Regions from separate parts of the Xenopus laevis genome. Here region 2 is linked to region 1. The links are chromatin contacts, called in public Hi-C maps. All regions are on one chromosome and are shown on one strand. Each heading gives the region's core, a stretch centred on a gene start, on an enhancer-like site or on the middle of the called end of the contact. The rest is flanking DNA. Distances are from core to core; before and after follow the strand shown.

What was found. Hi-C and Micro-C count contacts between places; a contact is called where the count stands out from the background.
Region 2: a contact with region 1 is called in a Hi-C map of the XL177 cell line, with 2.5 times the contacts expected there. The contact joins the enhancer-like site here to the promoter of saysd1.L in region 1. A contact is called at or near these places in 2 of 4 Hi-C or Micro-C datasets (the XL177 cell line and animal cap).

What each region holds. Positions count from the first base shown.
Region 1 is chr5L:23,356,175-23,361,091 of Xenopus_laevis_v10.1, reverse strand. saysd1.L (SAYSvFN domain-containing protein 1) reads left to right here and starts at 3,569. Exons shown (of 3, transcript XM_018262712.2): 1 at 3,569-3,726.
Region 2 is chr5L:23,444,446-23,449,467 of Xenopus_laevis_v10.1, reverse strand. No RefSeq gene overlaps it. Among protein-coding and RNA genes, the nearest start is that of LOC108716523, 27 kb to the right of the region's middle. Within about 2 kb of position 3,222, at least 1 of the 7 cell types and tissues checked has an H3K27ac peak or open chromatin away from gene starts, as enhancers often do.

The DNA of each region.
Region 1 (4,917 bases), core at 2,320-4,819:
TCTCCAAATACACTCCTTCATGAAACCTTCGCTCTGCTTCTGATCTTCGCCTCGCTTCTCCTCTCATCACTTCTGCCCATTCTCGTCTACAAGACTTCTCTCTGGCTTCTGCTTTTCTCTGGAACTCTCTGCCTCGAGTCAGACTTTCTCCTTCTTTCCAAACTTTCAAGCGCTCCTTAAAGACCCACCTGTTTAAAGAAGCTTATTCAATGTACCTTAATTAATCAATCATTGCTGTATCATAAATCACAAAATTGTTTCTAAAATCCTAATGTCTCAATTGTACCCTAACATTTAGTTTGTAAACTCTAATTTGTAGGGCCCTCTAATCCTATTGTACTCTGTAACCCTTGTTTGTTATCCGCCATTTAATCCCTGTTTGTTATAACTAAGGTAAAGCACTGCGTATCTTGTTGGCGCTATATAAATAAATGATGATAATTATATCATTACTGTAATGGCACTATATTGCCATCTAGGGGAAATTTTGAGGTATTGCAGATGGCATAAATGCCAATGATCATGAACTGGGCTTCTGTCAAGTTTCTTCTGCTCCGCACACAATGCTTAGTATTCAGCTGCTCATGGGAAGAACTTGCAGCATAACAGCAGCAGGAGAGAAGTGGAGCAGGTACTCCTGCTACCCATATTCCTCTGAATGGCACTGTATTTAGTATTATCCATAGAACCAGCACTGTATTTAGCCTGCCATATTGTTCATGGGTTCTGCCATGGGCACATACAAAGGATCATACAAAGTCAATGCAGGGGATACAGGTATATATGGCACTGGCCTAGCCACTCGCCAGTAGTAAATCCAAGTGAAGAAGAATGCCAATACCTGTGCTTGCAGAAAACGGGGTGATCCCAAATTTATTCAATGGTGCTTCATAACACTTAACAAACGATCAAACGTTTCGGGACCCCATGGCCCTTCCTCCGAGGAAGGGCCATGGGGTCCCGAAACGTTTGATCGTTTGTTAAGTGTTATGAAGCACCATTGAATAAATTTGGGATCACCCCGTTTTCTGCAAGCACAGGTATTGGCATTCTTCTTCACTTGGACATACAAAGGATCACCCAGTTGGCAGCTATTATAGTTCCACTGTGGAACAGTTCTGCAGACTAACATACTGCTGAGATGAGAGCCTGGGTTCCCTGGGGTATAAAGTTGGGATATAAAGTTATATATTATGACCTCTGGGCACCTACATTGACAATGGGGTTTCCCCAAAAATCCCTGTATATTTGGCAATGACGGTACTAAGCGGCCAAACTCTGTGCAGCAAAGGGCCCCACTAAAGGGGCACATACCTGGATCATTGCAGTGTTTATAAACCTTAACATGGAATGGACCACTTATTAAAATCATAGGGGGTGATACTGAAGGTTAAATATGTGGGGTGCCTTTTGTTTAAATTGTGTATTTATATCAACACCAAAGAGGGCATTAGTAAAGGAGAAGCAGTGAGAAAGGCAAACATTGTCATGTAATAGTGTACATAGTGGGGTGGGGTATCTTGCCCATACAGGGCTAGTAGAGCTGGGGGCCACAGTTACATATAAACAGCTTATGTAACGCTGCAGGGCACCATGTAACTGCCTGGTTAATAAGGGTGGTTTGTAATGTTTCCCTTACCCCAACATTAGCCACAGTACTAGGCCCTCTGTGTGCATTGAAGAGCACCCATCATCTCTCCCCCCCCCCCCCCCGGAGGTATATGTTAACATAGCCCACACTCCTGATAGACAAAACAATAGAACTTTTCTAAGAAAAGTCGCCTATCAAGTGATCTGCCCCTCACCAGGTCAGTTTGTCCCCTCCAATGTTTCCTCTAAGGTGTGCGCTCGTGCACAAAAACCTTGAGGCCAGTGCAACAAATAAAAAAAAAATAAAATTTGTATTATTTCTGACCTGAGCAAACAGTTTTTAAAAACTGTGCGCACATATTTTTTGCGCACATAGCTAAGAAAGAAATAGAGGGAACATTGGCCCCCTGACCCCACATAATTAGTGAACTGAGACACTCACTCATTATGAACATGCGAGTGCCCCAATACAACCACACACACAAGAGCTTCCCTCCAGGTGCAGGGGCCAGAGGAGTCAATACATGGCAAGAACATTCAACTGTCTTACTCTTCTGGAATGTGGGCTCTGTTAGGCTGTACCACCCACGAGGGGGGGGGAGTTTTTAGGCGACAGGTGCCCTTTAATTAGCCTTTAATTATTACTCGGCCAGATGTCGATAAGGCAGGTTTGATTTTCAGTCGAATCAGGGACCAGGTCGGCTAGTATTCACACCATTGCAATTTGTTCATTTGGTCCTAGGGCCAGCAATCTTATTCAGTTCTGATACCGTTCAACGTAGGTGGGCATATTGGAAGAGGATCCACTCTTTTGGCGATTTCTCCAAATGAGCAGATATTATAGTGTAGGGCCACCTTGAAGGAGCAGTAACATCCAAAAATTAAAGTGTTTTAAATTAATAAAAAAATAATGTACCGTTGCCCTACACTGGTAAAACTGCTGTGTTTGCTTCAGAAACACTACTATAGTTTATATAAATAAGCAGCTGTGTAGTCATGGGGCAGCCATTCAAAGGAGAAAAGGTTCAGGTTACACAGCAGATAAGCTCTGTAGAACATAATGGTGTTATCTGTTATCCACTATTTAACCTGTACCATATAGACTTTTTTCAATTTCTGCCATTGCTACACAGCAGCTTGTTTATATGAACTATAGTAGTGTTTCTGAAGCAAACACATCAGTTGTACCAGTGCAGGGAAACATTACATGATATTTTCTTTACTTTAACACTTTCATTTTTGGTGTTCTATGTAAGAGACATTATAGGGCCAGGACAGAAGGAATATGTGGAGTCGGGGAGTATGTGGGGTAGGGACAAATGTGTGGGGGAGAGGGAAAGGGCTCGGCTATGGGTTCCCCTGTGGGACTGCAAGTACTTAGAGCAGTTGAAGAACAGACTGAATTAGCTGTTAGGAGAGGAGACACAGCTGCAAGAAGCCCATCAGTAAGAGAGGCAGAGACAGTGACTACTTGCCACACGGCCACAAACACCCCTACAAATGGCCCATATTGGGCTCCCCCGGCTAATAAGCCTGACCCTGGCAGCACTTCAGAGTCAGTCGCATATTAATGTTACCGGTTGGTGCTGGGCTGCATCCCTCACACAGGCATATGTGAATATAATGCAGGCAGCCCCTGACGTCGCAAAATGTGACCTCAAAGACACAAACAGATGTTTAGACAGGAAACTCATTTTCTTCCTAGCTCTTACTTCCGCCTCTTAATTGAGACAGTCGCTATCATTCCCGCGAATTCTAACCAATCGCTAACAGCCCTACGTGAAGTCACATTATTTTTTTCCGGGCCGCCCTCAGAAAACCGTGAACCAATAGCTATCATTCAATCTGAATTCATCCCTCCCTTTACGGCTGCCGGGACTCTGGTAAACTTTGTACCGCCCCTGTGCCAAATGAGCCAATCGCTACCCTGGAAAGTACTCGATAAATCCCGCCTCTCTTCTGCATCAACCACTCATATTGGTGTTCGTGCTCTACTCTAAACGTTAATTTGTCACTTTCTTACAGCTCATCAATGTATTGCAGCAAATCATCTTACTCCAAATAAGCCTCCCTTGTTCCGTGTTATGGCCCTCCTCTACAGCTGACTGGAACCAGAAGATTTTCTTGTGGTCTGAGGTAATATCAATCTCCCCATATGCTTCTACCCCTGTACTTCCTGACATTTAACCCCTGTATCACTGGGTATCTTGCCCATGTTCTGTATGTATCCCTGTACAGAGCCGAGTAGTGGTACCTACCTCCTCATGTAATGAGTCAATCTCCCCTCTACAAACTTCTAGTGGTACATTCCCCTTGCACTGCCTGACTTCTCGCTGCTGTATCTTTATTACCCCTGTGCTGCCTAATTACCCCTGTCCCTTCTGGGCACGTGTTACCCCTATGGCCCTGCCCAGTGTCTGTGTGTTCCACTGGCGGTGGCATAAATGCAATTTACTGGGTCCCCAAAACTAAACAATTTTAGTTCCCCTTGACATTGGGAATAAGATCTTTTCATAAACATTTATTCAACTTATTGTCAGGGCCCCAGGGTCACTTCTACTACCCCATTTCCCAAAAATATGGGACACTGAGTAAAATGAAAACAGAAAGAGAATGAGATAATCAGCGAATTAGTTATATCTGGTATTTACTTGCAAATAGTACAGCGGCAACCAGGGCCGCCATCAGAAATCACGGGCCCCATACAGCAAAATGTTCTGGGCTCCCTGCTCCCTGCCCACCCCAGATCCCACCCCAGATTCCGCCCACACCACAGTTAGAAGTCCACACCAGCACTAAAAACTGCAAATCCCATCACTCACAAGTTCTAAAAAGCCATGGGTGGTCAGGGTCCCCTTATAATTTAAAAAAAAATGGCAGCCAGGGTCCCACATAAAAGATTTTAAAAAACATTGATGGTCACATTGATGGTCAGAGCCCCCCTACAAGTTAAAAAAAAAAATCATTGGTGGTCAGGGCGCCAAGGCCCCCTTACATGTTTAAAAAAAATTGGGCCCCCAGAGAATATTTAAAAAAATAAAAAAACATTGGTGGCAGGGGCCTGTAATGTATTAAAATAATACATTGGCGGCTAGGGCTTTAAAAAATAAAAAAGAGACATTGGTGTTCAGTAGAACTGAACTCGCGGCTTCAGGACTTCAACTTCAACTCCTTTTGTGACTTTCGCATCTTATAGCTGCTTCAGGACTTCATGTTCGGCCCCTTTTTGTGACTTTGGGTGTTTTTGCGGCTTTGGGATGTGAAGTTCGGCTCTGTACGTCACTTCGGGTCTTTTCTGGGCTTCGGGACTTCAGAGGTTCAGGAAGA
Region 2 (5,022 bases), core at 1,973-4,472, 89 kb before region 1:
AGTTTTGCAAATTTTTCAAAAATACCGGAGTGCTGCTGCTTTATTCGCTACATGTATACTTTGCCCTGGCAGGGGGTACAGCTTGCACCCGGGGCTGCAAAGAGCTTAAACCGCTTTTGAAGCACACTTTATCTACATTTACTGAATGTGTCGCAGTGGGACCTGGATTTTACTATTGAGTGTTGTTCTTAGATCTACCAGGCAGCTGTTATCTTGTGTTATGGAGCTGCTACCGGGTTACCTTCCCATTGTTCTGTTGTTATTCTGCTGGGGAGGAAAGGGAGGGGGTGATATCACTCCAACTTGCAGTACAGCAGTAAAGAGTGACTGAAGTTTATCAGAGCACAAGTCACATGACTGGGGGCAGCTGGGAAACTGCCAATATGTCTAGTCCTATATCAGAATTCAAAATTAAATATAAAAAAACCTGTTTGCCTTTTGAGAAATGGATTTCAGTGCAGAATTCTGCTGGAGCAGCATTATTAACTGATGAGGTTTGAAAGAAACATTTTTTCCCATGACAGTATCCCTTTAAAAGACACATATACATGTCAGACTGATAAAAAAAAAAAAAAAAAAAAAAATTCCCTTAATTTAGGGATGATATTGCACAATGGAAATGGTGTTCAATTCCCGACACCTTCTAGCTATTCACCCCCCTCGGGAGCCGTCAAGCAGCGCCTCCCTCGGGAAAACAGCCATCAGGATATATCTATCGAGCCCTAAGGCTTCCTAATGCCCACGGACACATTCAGAAAGGGCTTGGACTGTGTATCAATTTGGCCCCTGCAACCAAATCCTATTTATTTATAGAAAAACTTATCAATGGAAGAGTCAAGTGGAGTTTGAGTGGAACAAGGAGGGGGGGGGGCTTTTTTGGGAGTCCCTGTGTGGAGCCCCCAGGGCAAAGCTAAGTGTTTCTATGGTGCTGTCCCTTTGATTCCACCTTGTGGGAACTACAAGTGACTTTCCTACATTTGGCCCCACTATATACAATATAAGTGTTAAAATCAGGGAGTAATATGGCTCCCACAAGAAAATGTCCTCCCTGGACCCTGGTTCTGAATTTTTATGTGAGCAGACAGAAGGCAGGTAAAGGTTTCAATGTGGTGCACAAAGCATTCCACCCCTAAACCTTCCCTCCAGGACAATAATCTTCCTCTACCTCTAAATGGTAACAGGTCTCCCATAGTCATAGCCCAGGTGACCTCAGGGCCTAACTTGTGACCTTGCGCCCCAAAGGTTTCTCTCTGCCAAGTTGGAGGTTTGGGCTGGGAGTAGGGTTGCCATCTGGCCGATAAAAATAATGGTTGATCCCAATGTTATTAATAGGGAAAAAAGATAAATATATAGGAAGGCCGGTATTTTCCAGAAAAGGTGGCAACCCTAACTGGGAGCCCCACTGTGTCAGTCTCTGTGGGGCTTCTTCTTGTTCTGTACCAGTTGTTTCTATTGGGCTTCAGCTCTTCTGCCCTTATCCACAGCTCTTGGAGCTTCTACACCAACAATCACAGGTGGTCTCCACTGCTCCAGCATTCTTCTAGGATCTTCTAGGCTCTCCCTCATGGTTTGGGCCCTTTCTGCTTCACATGTTATCAGTGACTGGCTGCATAACCAGCTGCCAAGACTGCGCTTATATTGCCGGTGCATAAGTCCAGGTGGCCCCCAAGATGTTTATTTAATGATGAAGCTTTACAGGCCCACCTGCCTGCTGGCTGGGGATGGTCTTTTTTGCTATTTGAACAGCTCTGCCCCCCCCCCCCTTCATAATAGAGAAAATGTAACAATATGAGATTTGGGGGCTAAAGAAACAATAACAAGGTTACAAATGAGCAACGGGTGATCCTGTATTTGTGCCTTGCAGCTCCAAACCAGGGGATGGGGGGGCATATACTAAATATTTGGGCATTTAAGGCTTCATATGATTTAGGATGTTCTATGTGTCACTGCCCACCCCTGGGTTCAGTCTTACACTCAGCTCAAGGGATTTGTGGGGCAGGGGATGGGCAGCTGTGACTCTGTGTCTGACTTCAGCATCTCATCCACTGGAGGCAGCACTGGGGCAGATCCAAAGACCAGGGGGTTGGGAGACCTGATTCTACCCCACCGTGATCCCTGTAGGGCAGTGTCATGCATGTAGTGTATTTCCATCTGCTTTGTTAAAGGTAATATGTGGTGCCTGATAAATATTTGGGGTTTCTTTAGAAATGACCTCATTATTGGAGCACCTCATAGATCTGGTCTAGTCAGAGTCAGTGGAACCAGTGAGTGACGGGAAAGCAGGTCCTGGGGTAGATTTTGGGTAGATTGGGGCAGAGAAGGGATAAGATAACTTAAACAGGAGCTGGAATTATCACAAATTAGGGTTTAAAAGAAAGGCTATTACAAATTGTCCTGCTAAAAAAAAGTAAACATAACTGCTGTGCCCTCTGCCGTATACAACAGCCATACAGTAAATATTGTTTGGTGCTTGATTCATTGCATGCCACAAATCACAAGTGCCTAATCGCATGATATGCTAATGTCTTCATTATACAACATTAAGCGATCATGTGACCCGATGTAATTAACTGCATCATTACATGAATAAACTGTGTGACAGCACTGAGTATATTGGGTAGGAATGAGGTGACTGTTGTCACGATAACGATGATGATGATGATGGCTCGTGTAGTAGGATTACGACGATTCCCATCTCACCACTTATTGAATACACATGCTGCAAGTATGGATCAAGGATTGTGTGCAGTTATAAACACACATTTCTGCCATGTAATAAAGTATGGAATGTAATATAAATTGGAAAGTTTGCAACAGGTCTAGTAACCCATAGCAACCAATCCACAGGTAACATTTGCTGGCAACATGATTGAAAGCAAACTGGTTAGATCTTGCTCAAACTCTGACTGGTATCACATTACACTACATTGATCTGCCATTGGTCAAGCTGTGACTGCCAATCAGAACTGTAGGGAAAAAAGATAAGGCTGCCCCTCCCATACATGGCTTAATAAGATTATTGGCTTGTGAATGGGGCAAACAATGTCTTCCTCAACTGATACCTGGTCAGCATGGTTGGACTGGGTGGGCAGGACACTGGGAAAAAAACTGGTGGGCCCCACCAGCCCAAACACACTCACTCCGCCTGAAACTGTGCACTCCCTTAACTCCCTTTGCTCCGATAGATATGAGAAAAGTAGGTATGCACTGGTGGGGGTAATGTGGGGGAGGGGGGTTGTGGCTGGGTTGAGGGTCCCGTGGAGTTGGTGGGGGGACAGGGGCCCAGGAGGGTGTGTGTGCAGGCCCCTTATGCAGAAGCTCCATTGGGCTCAGACTCCCCAGTCCAACACTGCTGGTCAGACAGCTAAAGGCAGGTTTGAAAATCCCATCAGGCAAGGAAGGGTCTGATTTGCCCCAAATGATTGGATCAATCCGATGTGACCCATCACCTGGGTGCAGGGCAGCCATCAGGGGGGGGGGACAGGGGAGAGAGTTGTAGGAGGCCCCGAGGGTAAGGGGGCCCGGCCACACCACACTTACTTGATTAGTCGGGCCCCCCATCTTTCTGAGAGCTGCTGACTTCGGGAAGGCATGGACATTTAAGGGGCCCTGGCCACCAATTTTCTTATAATGTGGGGGGGGGGGGCTTGGCCACCAATTTTTTTTTCTCATGTGGGTTCCTAGCCACCAATATTTTTTAATGGGGAGGCCATGGCCACAAATGTTTTTTTTATTGGAGTCCCTGACCACCAATATCTATTTATTTTTTATTAACATGTGGGAACCCTAGCCACCAATATTTTTTTTGTTTTTTTACTGTGTGGTGGGGGGCGGACCTGTAGGTGGGGCTTGCGGTGGGCGCAGCCCAGGGGGCTCAGGAAATGTTGTCGTATGGGGCCCTGTGATTTCTGATGGCGGTCCTGCCTGGGTGTCATTGTCACTGATAAATTTGCTCTAAATGATTGGATCTCTGTGTATATGGGCAGTTAAACACAAAGAAAGATGGGGCACCACTATGTCATACCTCCCAACATTTAGAAACTATAAAGAGGGACAAAAAGTTTTGACGCGTGCAGCACATTGACAATTTTTGGCCACACCTGTTTTATGACCACACCCCAGTCCATTTTACATAATTTGGCAGGTAATGAACGTTTGAACACGTTTCTGTGGGGGGTGGGTTTATGTGTTATTACAGTTTTGCTAATGAAACTGAATTGCCCTTTAAGCTGCAAGTCACAGTTTCCCCAAGAGATCTGCTTATCTTAAATAGTAACAATTGTATCTTAAATTGTGACAAATGTATCTAAGTGCAGCTGCTGAATGTTCCTAGCTCTCTGCCAAAAGCCAATTAAGTTTTATAAACATTGTATCCCTTTCTGGCTGTTCAGTGCAGGAGATCAAGGAGGACGTCGGGACATTTCAGTAACAATCTGGGACTGCTGGTTGAGCTGTCAAAATTGGAAAAACGGTTGGGAGGTATTCTATGTGGGTTTTATCTAAAAGTTTTATCTACAAGTAGAACCCAAGATGGCGGCGTCTTTATTTGGCAGATGAACATTATTCTCCCCCCCTCGCTGCATCTGTGCCGGTAGCTATGGGCGCTCCCTTCCCAGGAATTCTGCACATACCACAGCTGGTGTGGCCTCCAGACCCACTTACACACAGCTCAGCAGTGATACTCGGTGCTGAACAGAACTGACAATCTGTCCTGCTGGCTCCCATTATAAGGGCGCAAAAGAGTTCACTGGTGCACAAGACTTGTGTTTGCAGGGCAAGTCCTTGCAGTTTTATTAATAGGGAAGAGCAACGTTTCGGGCATCACCCCTTTGTCAAGCTGTTTCATGTTCCAATTATAAGGATAACAGATCCTGTGAGGGATTTATGAGATGTTGCAACTCTGAAAACCTTACTGGGCTTTACTGGGCAAGTAGAGTCTGGACCAGTATATATATCAGGGCTGTGGTTGAACTGCACCTTGTGGGACTTGTAGTTTAACAGCAGATGGAGGATAGTCAATAG